Regions from separate parts of the Acanthopagrus latus genome. Here region 2 is linked to region 1. The links are chromatin contacts, called in public Hi-C maps. All regions are on one chromosome and are shown on one strand. Each heading gives the region's core, a stretch centred on a gene start, on an enhancer-like site or on the middle of the called end of the contact. The rest is flanking DNA. Distances are from core to core; before and after follow the strand shown.

The links. A called contact is a pair of places that touch in the nucleus more often than the background predicts.
Region 2: a contact with region 1 is called in a Hi-C map of muscle, with 12 times the contacts expected there. The contact joins the promoter of LOC119029297 here to the promoter of cdc37 in region 1. A contact is called at or near these places in 3 of 4 Hi-C or Micro-C datasets (liver and muscle).

What each region holds. Positions count from the first base shown.
Region 1 is chr1:5,751,112-5,755,982 of fAcaLat1.1, forward strand. It overlaps cdc37 (hsp90 co-chaperone Cdc37), which reads right to left and starts at 3,025. Exons shown (of 11, transcript XM_037093735.1): 1 at 2,890-3,025; 2 at 2,533-2,795; 3 at 1,003-1,166. The coding sequence starts at 1,019. The region is part of intron 4 of LOC119017275 (cell adhesion molecule 4-like); the gene reads right to left.
Region 2 is chr1:6,271,710-6,276,580 of fAcaLat1.1, forward strand. It overlaps LOC119029297 (fascin-like), which reads left to right and starts at 2,117. Exons shown (of 5, transcript XM_037116036.1): 1 at 2,117-3,074. The coding sequence starts at 2,243.

The sequences.
Region 1 (4,871 bases), core at 1,775-4,274:
GGTGGCTCTTAAAGGAGCCTTTGTGTTGTCGGTTGAGCGGGTCTCGGGTCACTTTGTAATCTCTCTCTCCATGGATGGTGACCCTCTTGCCCCGCTGATGGTGACCCTTTTGGTGTGGATGGTGTGAAGACGTTTAACTGGTGGACATTTTAATGGATCATTTACAAATATGTAAATAAGACCCAGATCAGGAACCGGTATCTAGCCCAAGCTCTCCAAGAACACAGGGAACAACTTCCCATGAACCTCAGAACAACATTCACTGATACCCTTTTTACTAGGGGCCTCACGATTCTCCAAATGCTCAAATTGATTCAATTTTCGATTCTAAGATCACGGTTCGATTCGAATCTCGATTTTCACTGTCATTTTTTTCAAGCACAGGTTGCTATGCCATTTTTAGACTAGACTTTTAAGCAATATAATATCTGACCTTTCTTCGCAATGTACCACACTACATTGTCAAATTTAAAACATTCATTAACAACATAATGTAGCAATACTTATATCTTCAGTCAATTGGAAACCTAAACAAAATCTCCCCTGTGCTTCCCGACCACGGTCCGGGAGCCGAACAGGAATGGTATAACGCCATGCTTGGCTGGCTGTAGCTAAGTTAGAGGAGGTTGATTCGCAGCACGTGTGTTTTTTTCTGCTTAGCAAGCTGACTGGACGTGACATGGGTGTGTGACAGCATCGACGATCCCACTTTTTTAATGCGAAGTTCGAGATTGTGACTTAATTTCAGCCGATTTAGATTTAAAATCGAAATCGTGTCACCCGTACTTTTTACCATCTTCAAAACTACTGTTTGACAGTACTCTTGTTCACTACCAGTTTGTTGCACTCCACTGAAGTTACTTCATGCTGCTACTTTCATCCTTCATCTGTTTGCTCTCGTTACCTACTTTTCAATAATTCAATTTTATCAGACAACATCTGCTGACCATTGTGGCAAACCTCCAACTGCAATACTCTTGCATGTGTGTGTGAATGATTTACCTTTGGCAGAGATTCATAGGCCTCTACAGGGTCCAAACCACCAGGGCCCAGTCTCTTCTTCTTTGAGTTCCTTCATAGTGCTCTCCATACGAATCTGAGCACAGCTGTGGTTCCTTCAGCAACTCAAACTTCAGCAACATGTCGAGGTACGGTTTGTCTGCAGTCTGACAAGGTCATAGATACAGTTAAAACTCCCCAAAACACACCAACAAAAGTTACATTCCCCATGGCAGGTGACTACTCAGATAAAAGGAACACCTGAGCATGCAGTGCTAGCTACACACCTTGATCAGTGAGAAGAAATGTCTGAAGCAGCCTCTTGGGTCCACCGCAAGTGTCTGGGCCAAATCCAACATTAAAGGGACCTTCCGGCGTAAGTTAATTCGATGCCTTGAACTATGTGCTGGGACGCTATTTATACTGTTGCTGAAGTTTGGCTCTTTTCTCAGCATTATTTGTGACTATGAGTGGCATTTTGATGGTGGTTTCTTTTTAGAGGCATAGACTGCAGTGTATTGTTATTGTGCGGCCATTTCTGAGGTTGCTTAAACTACATAAGCTAGCGATCGGAAAACTTGATCTGGATTCTGAAAGAAGCTGGTGAATGGTCCTAAACTTAATATTAGGGCTGGGATATTATATCGTTGTCAAGATATGGGACTACGTATCGTCTTAGATTTGGCATAAAGGTAATAAATTGTGTTTTTCCTGGTTTTAAAGGCTGCATAACAGTAAAGTGATGTAATATTCTGAACTTACAACTTGCTCTTATACTTGTCTTTAACCACTATATATCCACATTATTGACGATAATTTATCAACTATTTCACTGTGTGAAAGGGTCAATATTCATCCCTAAAATATTGTTGCATCAAAGAGCCTATTTGGTCAAAAACATTGCAATGTATGCGTATCGAGACAGTATGGAACCCGAGAACGGCCATGGAGTTTTTTAAAACACTGTTATCTCGTAATAATGACTTATTATCTCGTTATCTCCATATAACAAAAGTTGTTTTCTCATGATAACAAATTAATTTATTTAGTTTTCTCGATATAACAAATGTTGTTTTCTTGTGATAGCGAATTAATTTATTTCTTTATCTCCATATAACAAAGATTGTTTTCTCGTGATAATGAATTAATTAACAACGTGTTTGTCTTGATTTCAACCTACAACAGCTTGCTTGTCATGTATCTTTCCCCTTCTAGCTACAGTCAACTGACAAACTTTCACTTACTATTTTGACTTTATCTTATTTTTAACCTTTTCGGGTTGTCACTTGCACGCATAATTCTGACTGGTTTCATAAAATGTGTTCTCTGTCGCTTGTATTTCCCTTTCTTTCCTTTTCTTCTTCTTATAAAGCACCATTTACCTTACAGTGCTATGCCAGTAGAGTTAGCTTGCTAGTCTAAGCTGCTAGCTCTTTGAGCGGCAGAGAATCTGCCGGGTCACAGATGTTTGTGTAACGACCCCCCCTCCGGATGTCAGTCTGTTACTAAATCACTTCAACTAGTAAAACTAACCGGATTTAAGACTCCACATTTCACGGCTACCACAAGTCTCACTGCTGACCCGGTGTCTCATTTTGAACAGGCTCGGCGTGTCGACGTACTGACAGGTTACATCTTCATCGTCTGACACATAGATGTGATCCCAGCCGCTGTAGTCGATGTCCGCTCCGGCTCCGGTGCTCATCTTCCTGCTCTGTCTGTCCTCTCTCCTCCTGTTTTCAGCCAGTAACAGCCACTGGAAACGTCTGGGCTGTTGAGCTGAGACACTCTAACGCCTACAAAGCGACAGCAAACAAGTCAGAAACTAGTAGTTTCCCAGTCCTCTTACAGAGGGACGCTGCCACAAACCGTTGACACAAACCCACTTACCAACGGCTGCTTCGCGCCGCGCGACCTACGGCATCTAATCAATACACGTCATCATGAAGCGCGGTTCGCGTCGTTTTTATTTTATTCTTATTAAGCACGAGCCAGTTTTTATTAGATAAGATGGGTTCACTTTCAAAAGTGCCTAAAGTGTATAGACAGCACAGGTGGAGATGATACATTGATCATGTATTTATTTGTTGGTTTATGTTTGGAAATAGCTCAAACAACACATTTTATTTTATTTTATGAACTGACTCGCCAGTATTTCAGTATTACTTATCATTTTAGGACCCAAGCGGACAGGCTGTTTGAAAAACTTGTTTCAAACTGCACGCTTAAATTTGTGGCCTACATGTGGATGAATGTAACTAAGTACATTTACTCAAGTAACTCACTTACAGTCTATTGAAACTTTATTTCCTTTCTTTTTTAGCTTACAGAATCACACAGTACAACACAAGCAAGCATCTACACCCATACGTGCACATGTATGTCCAGCATAATAATGTAAGATAGTATAAAACATACATTTATAAAAACAATTGTACTTTGTGGTTTTCAGTTTCCATTGTCCTTTCTCGACCGCTGTTTGTTTGCAGTTATCCTTCATTTTTCATGTGCTGAAAGCATGTCAGGCGTACAATGTGAAGGTACAAAATACTTTACTTGAGTATTCCATTTTCTGCTATTTCATACTTGGAGGGAAATAGGTGTTTTGTACAGGCAGTAGGGGTGCTAAAATGTGGCATTATTAAAACCATCAATTGATGAATTAAAACATTTATGTGTCTGTGGATCTTACTTTCCCGCCCTGTATGCAAATAAACACATACATTTTCACGCAGTAAGAGAAATACATTAATGCCAACTTTGAAAGAAGGTCATTTGAGAGGGCTATTTAACAACATTCAACAAGTGTAAGCAGGAACTTGTGCCATCATAAACATTAAGGCCCTGGGTAGGAGGTTGAGGAAGCACAGGTGTTTCCTCTGGAAGTGTTTTCACTTTTTGTGCTGGTGATCACGCTGAAAACACACCACCAATCTTCACTCATATCCTGCAGAAACATGTAAGCTGTTGTTCCTTTTTCGTTGAACCGCGTGATTTTACCAGCATGACTGTAGGGGAGGACATGCTTTTAGTCCCTACAACAACAAAACCAGCCTATATATAAAACATACCATGTGACCTACATGAACATTAGCTTAGGATAACAGTTAATCTTGTCCTCAGTTGTCCTGCTTTCATTCCTTCCTGGTACGAGAGGAGCGGTAAGGGAGGGGAGGGAGAAGGAGTGAAACATTTCTGGGATGGAATGACACACTCCTCAACTAGAACTCTGCCATGGAGTTTCCCATCAAGCAAGCAAAAAAAAAAAAATCTCATAAACAGGAAATCTACAATTACATCATCTAGATCAGGTGGTACTTTTGGGGCTTATTGTTCTTGCCATCTTGTCGCACGGTCAGGCACAAATTGGAAAATCTTACACTGTGAGTCAAGGTCAGATTCTTATGTTGAAAAACTGGAGTCTTAGTCGAGATAATTCAGAATAAAAAGCTTGTAAAGTACCTTGTTCCATTTACGTGGAAATACTTTAAAATACAACAGAATGCGAATGAAAGAGATGCATTTTACTGTGTGTTCAAAGTTAACATTTATTCAAATAAAGAATTTAAAAAAACACAGTCAGAGCTTTTATCTAGTTCTTTATCATACAGTTTGTGCTGGTATGAATTCCTCTTTTTCATTGTAACTGTGGGTCAGAATGACTTCGGGTTCAAGCTTTCAGTGGTTTGACATACAGCTGTTCAGTGGGAGAATTTTCACTCTATCATATAAGCTTCATACATACATATATATACAAAACATTTCTCTACATATAAAGTCAGAAAGTAGTTAAATATCCATAGACATTTTAATTTATAATCCTCCTTTTACATTTCTGTGCTGGTGTAATACACATGAATATCTATTATCAA
Region 2 (4,871 bases), core at 867-3,366, 520 kb after region 1:
CTCCAGGCAATGTTTGTCATTTTCACTTGTTATGTGACGGCTGGTAAATCAATCATCAGCGCTGTCACTGTTTGTTTTCAGTTGACTGACACACCACCAGCCCAAAGGCTGTGCAGGGCAGCATTTGCATGTACTGTCAACTTCACGACAATGTGCAAACTTATGTAAATAAGTATCCTCGAGCTTCAGGAACCTTCTGTTGTGACCTTCAGTGTGGGATTTCGGTGAAAAAGGGAGAGATGTGTGTCATGTTCGCTCAACAGAAGTCAGACCCTCTACAGAATATGACGGGGAACTTGTGTTCATGGTTTCACATTCACAGTAACGTTGTTACAGACTGGCTTAAAATTGTAATCCCCTTTTTTACAGAACGTGTCTGTAATCTAAGTACATATTTTTTATGTAACTCCACTGGAATACAGTTACCTTTTTTGTATCCTGACTACGTTACTCACAAACCTGTGAATCTACAAAGTTACTAGCAACTAGAACCCAAACGATTTATCAGCGGGTTGATATGAGGCATTTTCCAAACTATCATTATCAGCATTTATAATGACTGATAAATGAATATTCAAAAAATAAAATAAAAAATGGACGCAGCACCCTTCAACCGTATTATAAGTGTTGGTTTGGTTTTGTGTTGTTTGACCATATAGTAGACACAGTTGTAACAAAGTTTATTTTTAAATTGTATTATCATATTGTTTCAGTGAAGACTCATAAATAACTCCAAATAACCATATATATATATATATATATATATTAGCCGATATATCGGAGTATCGGATTTTTAAATCACCAAATATTTCTATCGTATCGGTCTTAAAGATCCTTTATCAGTCGGACTCTACAAGCTACTAAAGTTAACACATAACTGTAATAGAGTAAAAAATACAATATCTGCCTCTAAAAAATAGGGACGTCAAAGTATAAAATTGCAGAACAATGGAGATACTAAAGTACAAGTATCTCAAAATTGTGCTTTTGTACAGTTGTTGAGTGAATGTACATAGTTATATTCCATCACTGGTGGAGCACCACTCCACTGGTGTTGTTCCACTGGGGCAGATAACTTTGTAAAGACTCTTTAACGCTCTAATCAGATTTGTACAACACTCATCATGATCAGATTCATCAGAATGGCTCAAAGGGCTTAGCTGGATAAACTGGCTCCTCGTGGGGATTTGCTTCGCTCTGCTAATATTATTGTATTAGGTGTAAGGAGGAGATGAACACGCAGCCAGTAAGTGTCTGCAGTGCAGATAAAAGTGGGTGTGCAGACAGGAGAGGGCAGCGGAGGCCTAGACCAGACCAGCAGGCGGAAACAGGTGAAATCACAAGGTCAGGAAGCAACAGAGACCCAACTGTTGACGGCTGGTTTCTATTGTTTCATCACCTGCACTGCTGCAGGTAGAAATCCAACACGCTTCTTCCAAGGTGTTATACTACCAGGGCCTATAATGCAATGCTTAAATATGATGTGATTAGTGTACTGTAGAGTTTGTGAGAGAAAGACATGACAAGATGCCACCAGGGGCGAGTAAAGGTGGACAGAGGAGGGAGAAGAGGCGGAGGGAGGGTGGTTCGGTGTGTTTCCATCTCTTCTAGCTCATCTGAAAAGCCCCTGGATTGGGCTGAGGTCAGGACTCTGTGCACGCATCAGGAACACTCACTTTCCCCTGATAAACTTTCCCTCAGTATCCTCATAGCCAAGCCATCACACCCACACGCAGCCGTGGAGACAAACGCTGGTCTGTCAGCCGGTGAATGGATCAATCCATGTGGAACTGAGGCCGAGCAGATCTCAATTAGAGGGGGGAGAACAGGAGGGAGGGGAGATAGGGCTATGATGGAAATTAGTTATTAGTTGTGTTGGCTCTGCGTGTGTGTGTGTGTGTGTGTGTGTGTGTGTGTGTGTGTGTGTGTGTGTGTGTGATCTCCCTCTCAGCTCCTCTGCCTGTATCTGGGGCGTGTTCTTGCTGTAACAGAACAAAAGTCCCAGTCCTGCAACTCCTGCAGCTCCAGTCTGGATTTGCAGTCAGGGGACACTCATCATCATCATCATCATCATCATCATCTGTCAGAGCTGCTCTCTCTCTCTCTCTCTCTCTCTCGCTCTCTCTCTGTCCCTCCCTCAGACACCCCCACATCCACTCCCTCTCCGTCCGTCCACCCGCGTCTCTGAGCAGCACAGAGCATCTTTTTTTTTTTTCTTTCCTCCTCTTGACACACTGCAATCATGTCCGCAAACGGCGCCGACGGGGACTTGCTGCGGATCCCTCTGGGGCTCATCAACAGCGCGGGGAAGTATCTGACGGCGGAGACTTTCGGCTTCAAAATCAACGCCTCGGCCAGCAGCCTGAAGAAGAAGCAGACCTGGACCCTGGAGCAGACCGGGGAGGACGGCAGCGTCGTGTTCCTGCTCTCCCACCTGGGCCGCTACCTCGCCACGGACAAAGACGGCAACGTTACCGCGGAGAGCGAGACGCGCGGCACGGACTGCCGCTTCGTCATCACCGCGCACGAGGACGGGCGGTGGTCTCTGCAGTCCGAGCCCCACGGCCGGTACCTGGGCGGCAGCGAGGACCGGATCACCTGCTTTGCGCAAACCGCCTCGCCGGCAGAGAAGTGGAGCGTGCACCTGGCCGTGCACCCGCAGGTCAACCTGTACAGCTTCGCGCGCAAACGCTACGCCCACCTGAGCGCGCAGGGCGAGCGGCAGGAGGTGTCAATAAACCGGGATATTCCCTGGGGGTTCGACTCGCTTGTGACCCTGGTCTACCGGGACCAGCGCTACCACCTGGAGACCTCCGACAACCGCTTCCTGCGCAATGACGGCAGCCTGTCCACGAAAACGGACAAGGACACCGGCTACATGCTGGAGTTCCTCTCCGGGAAGGTGGCGTTCCGCGACTGCAACGGCCGCTACCTGGCGCCCACGGGCCCCACCGGCACGATGAAGTCTGGGAAAAGCACCCGGGTGGGGAAGGACGAACTGTTCGGCCTGGAGCGCAGCCACGCGCAGGTCGTGCTGACTGCAGGCAACGAGAAGAACGTGTCCACGAGGCAAGGTGAGGCTCTGCTGCAGCCACTCAGAGCCTGGAGGAGGAGGAGGAGGAGGAGGGGGGCGAAATAAATAATCATAATTCAGTATTCACATGAAGTCACTGCATAACTGGGCTCACATTCAGTGCAGCTGTTGCGTGGATTTGGTCTGTGTGTGTGTGAAGAGAAAAGAGAATTAGAGACCCCTGTTACTTCATTTTCCTCAAACCATGTGCTTTTCATTATCATGCTCTCACTTTCTCCCCCCTCTCCCTCCCTCTTTTCTGGCCAGTCCCTGCCTTGCTCAACATTTTTCTGCAGTAATTCTACCCCTGCATTGTGGCTGCTGCCGGTCCAGGGTCAGCTTCAGTCTGCAGTTATCCATCATTCTTTATCTCAGAATAGACTGAGGAGGAAAAAAAGAGCAGAAAGACGAGGAGGGATTTGTTTAGGAGACAAAAGAGAAGAGGAAAAAAAAAACATGGTGGGGAGAGGCAGAGAAAACAGGCAGCAGAGAGGGAGGTGTGACTCAGACAGTCCTGCTGAATGTGGATCTGTGGGCCACATGAAGCCTCTTTGTCTTGATGCCTCTCGGTCGGTCGGTGCCTTTGCACATGGGACTGATTATTGACAGCAAACTGTAGTGTCCCTGTGCAGTCTTTATGGTTTAATGCATGCAGGCATATAGTGTGTGTGTGTGTGTGTGTGTGTGTGTGTGTGTGTGCATTCCAGGAGAGATGGATTGTGGAAGAAGCCAGTTAATCTTGGTTTAAATGAGGTCATTGTGGGGCAGCGACTTGTGACCTGTGTTTCATTGAAGCGAAGGCCTTTGGGGTTAACACACACATGCGGCGCGGCGCTGGAAGTACATTCAGTGATCATTACTGGAGGACCACCCATGCCTCTCTGTGTGGGCACACACAGGCATTTTGTGAGGCGGCAGCAGCAGAAGCAGCTCAAGTGCAAAAAAAAAAAAAAAAACAGGTTTTTGTGTCAGCATCTTAATGAAGAGTAAGAGATCTCTGGTGGAAAAATTTAGAGCTATTTTAGGTGATTTGGGACAAATCTAAAGTCGTGGTTTGAACGTTGTTCTTTCAGAGCTGTGTTAAAGCTCCAGTGTGCAGGATTTCAGTTTATATACAGAAATTGAGTTTTTATTCTCATTCCTGCATAATCACGTGCCTTGTTGCTCCGCCAGTAGCCCAGAATGGACACACCAAAGACTGAGACTAGTGAGGACCTCATGAGTTGTTTGTAGCCCACTTAGTTTTTCCTGCACTCTTGGGAGGGAAATGTGAGGCGTTACTGTCTGCAACCTCTAACTGCAACCTGCAGTGCAAAATTTGAAATGTGATAATTTATCAGATTACATGCGTCTTCTTTTGGAGCTTCAGATGGATTTATACTACTTTTTAACATGCAGCAGTACTCCTCAAGAACCGTAAACATACTTTGAAGGTCCGAAATGCCAAAATGAGTGGTCACAGTTCAGCACCATCATGTTAGACCAAATAAAAGAACAGTGTATTGGCCACACCTCCCCTCTCACTGTCTGCCTCCACCATGTCTAGTGATGATGTAAGTACATTAAGCAAGTGAAAGGATGCACATAAATCAAAACACACAACCTTCCTCGCTGTGTCTGTAGACGGGGCGGGTCCGGTGGTCTGAGCTCACCTGCAGTCAGATCAGCTCCAAAACAAAGAAGTTCAATACTACTACTAATAATAATGATAATAATAATAGCAATAACACACTGCGAGGGAGTGTGATGTCACTCTGCTCAGCATGACTTTACTTCACTATACTTTTACATAGCAAAT